2 separate regions of the Ovis aries genome follow, and region 1 is linked to region 2. The links are chromatin contacts, called in public Hi-C maps. All regions are on one chromosome and are shown on one strand. The core of a region is the stretch at or near the end of the contact, and the rest is flanking DNA. Distances in the headings are between cores, read along the strand shown.

Evidence for each region. Hi-C and Micro-C count contacts between places; a contact is called where the count stands out from the background.
Region 1: a Hi-C map of hypothalamus shows a contact between it and region 2, with 2.0 times the contacts expected there. The contact joins the promoter of RGS2 here to the enhancer-like site in region 2. A contact is called at or near these places in 3 of 16 Hi-C or Micro-C datasets (blood and hypothalamus).

Annotation. Positions count from the first base shown.
Region 1 is chr12:11,624,250-11,629,527 of ARS-UI_Ramb_v3.0, forward strand. It overlaps RGS2 (regulator of G protein signaling 2), which reads right to left and starts at 1,799. Exons shown (of 5, transcript XM_004013586.5): 1 at 1,661-1,799; 2 at 542-643; 3 at 379-440. The coding sequence starts at 1,770. LOC105611804 (a long non-coding RNA gene) reads left to right here and starts at 1,964. Exons shown (of 8, transcript XR_009595661.1): 1 at 1,964-2,226.
Region 2 is chr12:11,549,264-11,554,508 of ARS-UI_Ramb_v3.0, forward strand. No RefSeq gene overlaps it. Among named protein-coding and RNA genes, the nearest start is that of RGS2, 74 kb to the right of the region's middle. Within about 2 kb of position 1,643, at least 17 of the 54 cell types and tissues checked have an H3K27ac peak or open chromatin away from gene starts, as enhancers often do. A contact at or near this core is called in hypothalamus, where this site is marked.

The DNA of each region.
Region 1 (5,278 bases), core at 549-3,048, 75 kb after region 2:
AGCAAAATGCGTGAGTTGGCACACTACTACAAAAATATAAACTTAGCTTTGCTGTTAACACAACTGATAGGGGAGCCATAAGTTCTTTGGGAATGAAGCCGCTTGAAAACATTGTTTGCAATGGAAAAGCTGACTCAACCTTAAGAGACAGCAACTGCCATTACAATCTGGGGCTATTTCCCCCCACTCCCCACCTAGAGTGAAAAAGCCACGCATTTCCCTGGTTAATCACCGGGAAATAAAGGAGAAAAATAGGCCCCATGGAACAGGGATTGTAAAGTCAAACTCTCCTTGGGCAAGCTGCTCTTGCTGTGTAGACACAACCAAACCATACTCTCCTGATACTTGAAATGGATCCAATTCAAGAGGTTAACTTACATTTACTGGCTAGCAGCTCATCAAATGCTTCTGACCATAGCTGGGCTTCCTCGGGAGAAGGCCTGCAAAAGAAGTCTGCACATCAGCTCCTGCTAGCCAGAGGTTCCCTCTTCAGCTCAGCAGTGAGCTGTGCATATTGGCAAGCACAAGATTTTCAACTTACTTGATGAAGGTTTGCTGTTTGCTTTTCTTGCCAGTTTTGGGCTTCCCAGGAGAGGAGGAATTTTGCAAGAAGTAGCTCAAACGGCTCTTCCAATCTTTTAATCTACAAAAGAAAAAAAAAAAAGATACTCACTTAGCAGCAACACTTGAAACTGCCATTGCAGCTGAAGGCATTTTTACCAAATAAAGTCGCCCCCAGTAGCTATAGACAAGCCAAATAAGACAAAACAACTCCTCCAGTCAGTCTTACTCCTTTAATCCAGCATCTAAGTACTCAACACACTAGTTTCATCCACTCATCTGAACATAATTATTAGTTTTATAAGTAAGGATAGGACGACCTACAATTATAGGGTATTTTAATGAATTTAGTTTGCATAGTTCAAAGGCAGATGCTATTTCTGGCCCACAAAAGGCAGCCAGTTTTTCTGCAACGGTTAATTACAATTCTGAGACATTTCACACTTGAGGAAGCCCACAGTGGACCTGCCCTGAGCCAGCCCAGGCTCGTTTTCCTTCTGCTCTCAGAGCAGGGGGCTTGGGACCACCCGAGAAGCTGTGCACAATGAAGTGTGTGTGCGAGATTGACCGCCCCCTCCCCCAACTTCAGCACTCATTTTAAGAAGGTGATGCAGAACAATTATTTGTTCCACACTCTTGAGTGGGTGAGACTTGCTGTTCAATTAAAAAAAATTAAAAGTATATCTAGGATCAGCAAAAATATCTCCATCCCAGCAGTCGTGTAAGCAGATCAGAATTTACGGTGCCTCTCAAGAAGGCCGGGGGCGCGTGGCTGCAGGATTCTCCGAAGTCATTTTCGATGCAGGGAGACAAAAAGCCAACCAGCATCTATCTCCGCCCCTGCATCAAGAATTTTCTGCAGTTTCTAAACTCTACCCGAGTCCTTCAATAAATACCTACACCACACAGGTTTAAACGTAACTTCACAAATTAACCTTTTACACACACACACACATTTTTTCTTTTTCTTTTTTTCCTGCAGAGATGCAGGCAGGCTACCCAGTTCCCATGCCCAGCGCGAGTGTACCGCGTTTGCAGCCGCCCGGGACAGCTGGGTCCGCAGGGGCGGCCAGTCAGGGAGGAAGAAAGCCGCACTCACAGGGTTCGCTTCATCTTCTCTCGCTTCTCCTCGTTCTTGGGGCCGGTGCCAGCGCCTTTGTCCATGGGTCCGCAGTCGTGCTGGACAGCCAGGAACATAGCACTTTGCATTATCTCCCTCCACCTGGGAACGCCGCTCTGGGGAGACCGGACCGCCGGCACCCGTATTTATATAATTGGAGGCAGGGCGAAGGCGGGGCTCACGGCGCCGGTCCCTCCCCCGGCGGGCACCGATTGGCCGACGGCGGCCGCGGGCCGCGCGGTCACGGGCGCCGCCGAAGGGTCTGGAAACCCGGGGCCCGCTGACGTCCGCTTCCCGGGCGTCGTGCGCAGTCGGGCCGGACGCCCGCCCTCGTGTGGGGTCAGAGAAAATTCCCTTTTGAACGGTCAAAGGCGACCTTTGCCCAGTCGTGGCGGCCGGCCGTGGGGTCGCAGGGCCGTGGCGGGCAGGGAGCCAGGTTGGCTGCAGGCACGGCGGGGGCGCTCGCTCCCCGCCTCTTCCCTGTCTCATTCCCTCCCCCGCGCTCCAGAGCTCCTGACCCCCAAAGGAGCCGTGATTCCAAGCAGGTAAAGGTTGTTTATTGGGAAGCCGAATGCAGTAACCTTATTTTGAATTAGGTTTAAAAGGGGATGTGTTTTTGGAGCGCAAGCCCTCGCTCCGCGCCTCCTTTCTTGATGTGAGAACTGACCCTCACCTGTTCTTTGAGACGCCTTTTAATTTGGGGAAGGAAACAGAATGGGAGGAACAGTGAGAGTCCAGGGGCAGTGGTGTGATCTGTTCTGCAGCGTGCCCAAGCATCCTGGAGCTCTGTGGGGAATGCACATTGGTCAGGGAGGGAAGAGGAGAAAGTGCTTTAACTGGGTGTGCGGTTTTGATTACCAGCAGGTTCGTGGCTGGGTCGGTCCGTGGGGTTGCAGACTTATTTCTCAGGAGTCCTTGGCTGCTTCTCCTTCCAGAACAAAAAAAGAAATCACAGCTCTTAACAAGGAAACACCACGAGCTCGCAGCTATCGTGCACCAGAATCATTTTAGTGTAAAAGAGCAAGCATGCAGGATTTCCTCCTGAGTCACTCTTAGTTGGCTTAGAATTTGCCAGAACACTTTAATTGGCAAAAAAAGAGAGATGGGGGTGGAGGGAGGGAGGCGTTTACAGCTTCTTTGAATAAGCTTAATGTCTTGATTCGTCAGAAATCATCTTGCTGTAGCAGGATTTAAGTGGTTTGATTGGTAAGGGTAAGTAGATAACTGCCACTCCAAAATGACTTGAGTTCAAATACCGTTATTAGAATTGTACAGTGGAATATTCAGGTGGTTTTTCCTGAAGCATCTAAGTAGGCAGATTAACAGCAAGGCTTTTGTTCTGTCCCTAAGTCATTTCTGACTGCAGTCGCATGGGCTGCAACTTGCCAGGCTTCCCTGTTCTTCATCTCCTGGTGTTTGCTCAAACTCATGTCCCTTGAGTCTGTGATGCCATCTAACCATCTCATTCTCTGCCACCCTCTTCTCCTGCCCTCAATCTTTCCCAGCATCAGAGTCTTTCCCAGTCAGTCTGCTCCTGGCATCAGCTGGCCAAAGTATTGGAGCTTCAGCATCAGTCCTTCCAATGAATACTGAGGGTTCATTTCCTTAAGGATTGACGGGTTTGATCGCTTTGCTGGGAGACCCTGAAGAGTCTTCTGCAGTGCAACAATTTGAAAGCAGCAATTCTTTGGTGCTCAGCCTTCTTTATGGTCCAACTCTCACATTCATACATGACTACTGGGAAAACCATAGCTTTGACTATAGGGACCTATGTCAGCAAAGTGATGTCTCTGCTTTGTTAATTCAGGCTGCATGTATATTCTTTACTTTGTCTTAGAGCTGTTAAAAGAAAATTGGAACTAATTTACCATATTCTTATGATGAGCTACCAGTAGTTGGAGCTCCAAGTTTGACTTGGGGAGTAAAACCTACAGTTAATACTAAAGAGAACAGCCGTGTACTCAGTTATGGAAAGGAAAAATCATTTAGATTTCAGTAATAAATATTTGAAAGCAAGTTTGTGAAAGGTAAGAATATAATTTTTCTCAAGCATATGCTCTTGATCTCTAAAAGAACTTTACGTATTTCCTACAGCTAATTTCACTTTCTGATGATTAAGTACTTATTTGTTAAATATGTGTAATATGTAAACATTTGCTTTTCTTGCTAGTATAAACCTCAATATATTTTTCACTTAGAATTTTGGATGGTAGAATTCACTCATAGTGGGAAAAGCAGGAGTTCTCACAAAGAGGCAGCAAGGAGAGCCGGACTTGTGTCAGGAGACCTAGTTAGAGTCTTGGCTTCACCAGTAAATACTAAGTAACTATTGGGACAGTCCCATCCCACCTCCTAAGCACCAGTGTCTCATCTCTAGTAAGAGTAATGTGTCTTTCTCATCAACCTCATTGGGTATTATGTGAATCTTTCATGAAAGGCCTTTGTAAATTTTAAAGTACTCTACAAAAGTTTGTCTTTCCTAATTTGCATATGTGGGGAAAAGGAAATAACTGAAGCATAGTTATTCCAGGTAGAAAAATCATTAAAAGATTAATTCAGAGTGAAGTTATGAATGTTAAGCACTGTTAAAATTCAAGATACTGTCGCAGCTTTGTAGAATATTGGACTCATGATAGATACTTAATGTTCTCTGGGTAAAAAACCAAAAAAAAAAAAAAAAAAAAGTAAACTGGTATTTGAACTTTTCAGAGACCCTCGTCAGAAAAGTTCACGACCGTAAATGTATATGTATCCATGTAAGTAATATAGACCATTCTAGATGTTTCTTGTAAGTGTTTAATGTAGCTATTTGCTTTTTTTGCAAACCATTTCCGATTGACAGCTGGTATTAAGGTAGGCAGACCAGTACATTTAAAATGAAAGCTGCAGTCTTTAATGACTTCCCTTTGTTTTTCTGGTTGCAACTGGCTTTTAGGTAAATGGAATTGCTTAATATTACGATTACACATATTTTCCATTCTGTGGTGGAAGAAACACTGCAATAGGATGTAAATACTGCGCAGGAAAACCACAGCCTGCGAGTGCCTTGATGGACTGGACATACATTTTCCTGTCAGCTCTACCATGCCCTCTACTGGAGAGGCTGTGTGCTGAGCACATGGGTGGTAGAAGCTTGCAAGGTGGTTCTGGAACTTTTTGTAGCCAAAAAAATGGAAGTTACTGAGGAAGGCAAACAAAGAAAGACTAGTCTCTAGTAACACGAAAGGGAGAATAATGAAAAGCAAAAGTGTCCTCTGCCATACGCACGCTTCTCTTCCGACTGTATGCCATTATTAGTAAAAACTATTATTATTCTCTAAAAGTATTTATACATGATAACGTTCATACTTACGCTTTAGAAATTTAGGAAGCAAGATATGTACTTTAAAAGACACTGGAGGATCATTCTGTGTGTTACCCTGTGCTTTACTTTTTTGGTCAGTAAGATATCTTAGTTCCTAAATTTGTAAAAGTTGCAAACCTGTTGCATACATCATGGATTTTTAAATTGGTGAGAAGTTTTTTTAAAGAGGGGGAAAAAATTAGGAAATTAAGCACCATGTGGCAAAGGGTGTGATGAGTAATTGGAAACTTTTA
Region 2 (5,245 bases), core at 393-2,892:
AATGATCAAACTGCTAGAAGAGGTGAATAAAATGAGTAAAAAATCTCCTGGCACAATAATCATCTGTAGCTACATCAGCCTGAATAATCCATTTGGGATTTTACTTGTGTCTGAGAACATCTGCTACAAACATTACTTTCTGTATATCCAAGTAATATTGAAACATTTACTGAAATTGCTAGTGGATCAATATCAAATGCTTGGTATGTAGAGTGTGGAAGATGCAGTTCAAATGCTAGGAGGATCAGAATTTTTAGTTTCTGACTTCAATATGCTAATGCCTAATCAGGGACAGGAAGAAAGAATATTATAAAATGAATATTTGCTACTGGCCTCTATTTTGGATATGGTAGGTACTCTACATAATAAATCCTTACAAGTCTACAAATAAGTATCTTCCACGTCTGCTAAATTCTGCCAGTTTTATCTCCTGATAGATGCATTGTATTGAATACATATTGACCAAAACCAGACTTATTTTTGTCACCCAGCAAACAGTATGCTTGGAAAGAGTCCAGGACTGGTACAACTGTTCTGGAAAATTGATAAAGCTCCATAGAGAAATCTGGGGAATTATCTTACTGGGCATAATGTCACCCTAAACAAAGGAGAAGATGTTAATAATGACGAAGGGGATAATGGATGCTTCTAGAATCTCCCCACCCCCATTCCCATGCCTACCTGGACTAGGCCAACATCCTATCTTTCTTGAATTCCTACGATTGTCCTGTAATGGGTCATTTAACCTCTGTCTTGCACAACTCCCATCCACTTCAGCTGAGCGACCTTCCTGGAATACAAACACGAGCTGTCACTCACTGTGTAAAGCACTTCAGTGGCTCTTCATTGCTCTCACATTAAAGTTGAAACTCCTTAAAGGCATTTAAATGTTTTCAAGATTTGAACATGATTACATCTTTATTCTCTGGGTTACACACTACATTTTAGCCACAGTATGTTTTCGTCTTAAAGGCACCCATCTTGTGCAGCTGTCAGCCTCTATACAGGCTTTCTTTGTGCATTTAAAGAGAAACTCATTACAGGTATTTAAACTAAATTCTAATTTTTAAATATGAGCCAACTCTCTGGCCAAATACGACAGTTCTACTGCTGGAATCCACTCACTTTATACCAGTGTGCCATCTTTGAACCATTCCTTTGGCCTGAAGTATTCTCTTTTACAGAATTCATTTCATTCCAACCCTTATTTTCTGCTTTTTGTTTCTCTAACTTCTCATTTTTCCGGTCACACTTGTTATATCATTTCCTTCTAGATCTGGGTTCCCAGTTCTGGGGTGACTTCCCGCCCCCACCCCAGCCCTGGCCTGCTCTCTGGCACCGCATGTCACTGAGCTGCCAGTAGGATGAGGAGCTCAGAGGACTGGGGTCATTTCTGTCTCCATCATGTATTCATGGAATCACCATGTTTCATGGGCCCCTCCTACGTAGTGGGGCATCATCTGGGGCACAGATGGCTGAGCACTAATCAGGCCTCACCCTGCATTTGGGCAGACAAGAAGACAGTGACCCTTTCATAGCAGCTGTGCAGAGAAAATCCCAGGGCCTCACTGGTCAGGACAGTACACCCTTTCCCCACTTCCCTTTCTCTCTCTGTGAGGCTTTGCTGTGCTTCCTGCTTTGGCCTCTGAAAGCGAAGAGCGTGCCAAGGGTCCCCTCTGTCTGCCTGCCAAGTTCCCTCATCCTCAGATTCCTTCTATCCTTTCTTCTACTCAAAAGACAAAGGGGTTTCTGAAGGAAGATCCAGGTCTGGTTTTTTTCCAAGCTTGGCCAGAGCTCCTGGCAGGTTCCTCCTGGGCCATCTGGTTCAGTTCCAAGAGCCTCTCAGGAACATCCATAGCTGGAGAGCAACCCATCCCTCCTGAGGGCTGGGACAGGCCACGTGAGTCCCCCTTGCTCATGGCCTGCTGCACGTTTCAGCAGTGAACGTGTCCAGGCCCTGAGGAAGCAAGGTACCCAGATAACCTGCCTTCGAGCCCTGCACACGTGCTCTGCGGGTTCTGCCTCCTCTTTTGCAACTGCCGTGATTCTCTCCTGCTTGTTAAGACTGGTCCATGTGGATTCTCCCTCTTCTATTCCTCAGGCCAGCACAGCCTGTGGCATTTCATAAATACCTGCTGAATGGAATTGTACTGAGAGGACCATGTGAGCTCTAAGAGTTCAAATACCCGTCTCAGAGTAGACAACTAGTCCAGCATGGTTGCGTTCAGAGTTTGAATCCAGTCTGTCTGATTTAATTGTATCACATGAGTCCCCCATTCCAAGCTGGATTTAAAAAATGAAGTTAACACAAGGGTTGTTTCATATCATTACACTATAGATGGGTTGAACAATGGAGAGGACCCATGGTAGACAGGTTAGTAAGGACAACTCCCATCTCAACTGTGCTCTGAGATGTACTCTCAACTGTGCTTTAGAATTTGGAACAGATGAATGGATAAGGAAGTTGTGGTACATATACACATGGAATATTACTCAGCTATAAAAAGGAATTCATTTGGCATTTGAGTCAGTTCTAATGTGGTGGAGACTCTACACATTGACATCATCAGATGGTCAATACCGAAATCAGATTGACTATACTCTATTGAGCTAAAGATGGAGAAGCTCTATACAGTCAGCAAAAACAAGACTGGGAGCTGACTATGGCCCAGATCATGAACTCCTTATTGCCAAATTCAGACTCAAATTGAAGAAAGTAGGGAAAACCACTAGACCATTCAGGTATGACCTAAATCAAATCCCTTATGATTATACAGTGGAAGTGACAAATAGATTCAAGGGATTAGATATGATAGAGTGCCTGAAGAACTATGGACAGAGGTTCGTGACATTGTACAGGTGATAGTTATCAAGACCATCCCCAAGAAAAAGAAATGGAAAAAGGCAAAATGGTTGTCTGAGGAGGCCTTACAAATAATTGAGAAAACAAAAGATGCAAAAGGTGAAGGAAAAAAGGAAAGATATATCCATTTGAATGAAGTGTTCCAAAGAAAAGCAAGGAGAGATTAAAAAAAAAAACCTTTCTCAGTGCAAAGAAATAGAGGAAAACAATAGAATGGGAAAGACTAGAAATCTCTTCAAGAGAATTAGAGATACTAAGGGAACATTTCATGCAAAGATGAGCACAATAAAGAACAGAAATGGTATGGACCTAACAGAAGCAGAAGATATTAAGAAGAGGTGGCAAGAATACCCAGAAGAACTATACAAAAAAGATCTTCATTACCCAGATAACCATGATGGTGTGATCACTCACCTACAGCCAGACATCCTAGAATGCAAAGTCAAGTGGGCCTTAGGAAGCATCACTACAAACAAAGAAAGCTAGTGGAGGTGATGGAATTCCAGTTTAGCTATTTTAAATCCTAAAAGATGATGCTCTGAAGGTGCTGCACTCAGTATGCCAGCAAATCTGGAAAACCCAGCAATGACCACAGGACTGGAAAAGGTCAGTTTGCATTCCAATCCCAAAGAAAGGCAATGCCAAAGAATGCTCAAACTACCGCACAATTGCACTCATCTCACACGCTAGAAAGTAATGCTCAAAATTCTCCAAGCCAGGCTTCAGCAGTACGTGAACCGTGATTTTCCAGGTGTTCAAGCTGGTTTTAGAAAAGGCAGAGGAACCAGAGATCAAATTGCCAACATCTGTTGGATCATTGAAAAAGCAAGAGTTCCAGAAAAACATCTCCTTCTGCTTTGTTGACTACACCAAAGCCTTTGACTGTGTGGATCACAACAAACTGTGGAAAATTCTTTGAGATGAAAATACCAGACTACCTGACCTGCCTCCTGAGAAATCTGTATGCAGGTCAAGAAGCAACACTTACAACTCGACATGGAACAACAGACTGGTTCTAAATCGGGAAAGGAATTCGTCAAGGCTGGATATTGTCACCCTGCTTATTTAACTAAGATCATGGCATCTGGTCCTGTCACTTCAAGACAAATAGATGGGGAAACAGTGGAAACAGTGAGAGACTTAATTTTTGGGGCTCCAAAATCTCTGCAGATGGTGACTGCAGCCATGAAATTAAAAGATGCTTGCTCCTTGGAAGAAAAGCTATGACCAACCTAGACAGCATATTAAAAAGCAGAGATATTACTTTGCCAACAAAGGTCTGTCTAGTCAAAGCTATGCTTTTTTCAGTAGTCATGTATGGATGTGAGAGTTGGACTGTGAAGAAAGCTGAGTGCTGAAGAATCGATGCTTTTGAACTGTGGTGTTGAAGAAAACTCTTGAGGGTCCCCTGGACTACAAGGAGATCCAACCAGTCCATCCTAAAGGATATCAGTCCTAGATGTTCATTGGAAGGACTGATGCTGAAGCTGAAATGGCCATACTTTGGCCACCTGATGTGAAGAACTGACTCATTTGAAAAGCCCCTGATGCTGGGAAAAATTGAAGGCAGGAGGAGAGGGGGACAACAGAGGCTGAGATGGTTGGATGGCATCACCGACTCTATGGATATGAGTCTGAGTAAGCTCCGGGAGTTGGTGATGGACAGGGAGGCCTGGCCTGCTGCAGTCCATGAGGTTGCAAAGAGTCGGACCCAACTGAGCAACTGAACTGACTGAATGAAGTGGATGAACCTACAGCCTATTATACACAGTGAAGTAAGTCAGAAAGAGACAAATATCATATATTAACACACATGTATGGAATCTAGAACAATAGTACTGATGATCCTACTTGCAGGGCAGCAAAAGAGACACAGACATAAAGAAGAGACTTTTGACACCGTAGGGGAAGGAGAGCGCGGGATGGTTTGAGAGAACAGCATTGAAACATATACATTGCTGTATGTAAAATATGGGAATGGGAATTTTTGGGAGTCTGCTATATGACTCTGGGAACCCAAAGCTGGTGCTCTGTGACATCCTAGAGGGGTGGGGTGGGGAGGAAAGTGAGAGTAGGGTGCAAGAGGGAAGGGACATATGTATACCTATGGCTAATTCATGTTGGTGTATAGCAGAAATCATCACAATATTTAAAGTAATTATCTTCTAATTAAAAATAATAAAAAAGAAAATGTAATAAAAAGAAGAAAAAAGAATTTGGAAGAAAGCAGTAGGATTTGCCTCTTTGCTGCTGTTGGAGCCCAAGTGTTTCCAGTACTCCTGTCATCAGGTAGCGAGAAAGTCCAGATGTGGGAGAAGATAGGGGTCAGTCACCTCTGAACCCTCTGCCTAGTAACCCTGCATTATGGTAATTTACCTAGTT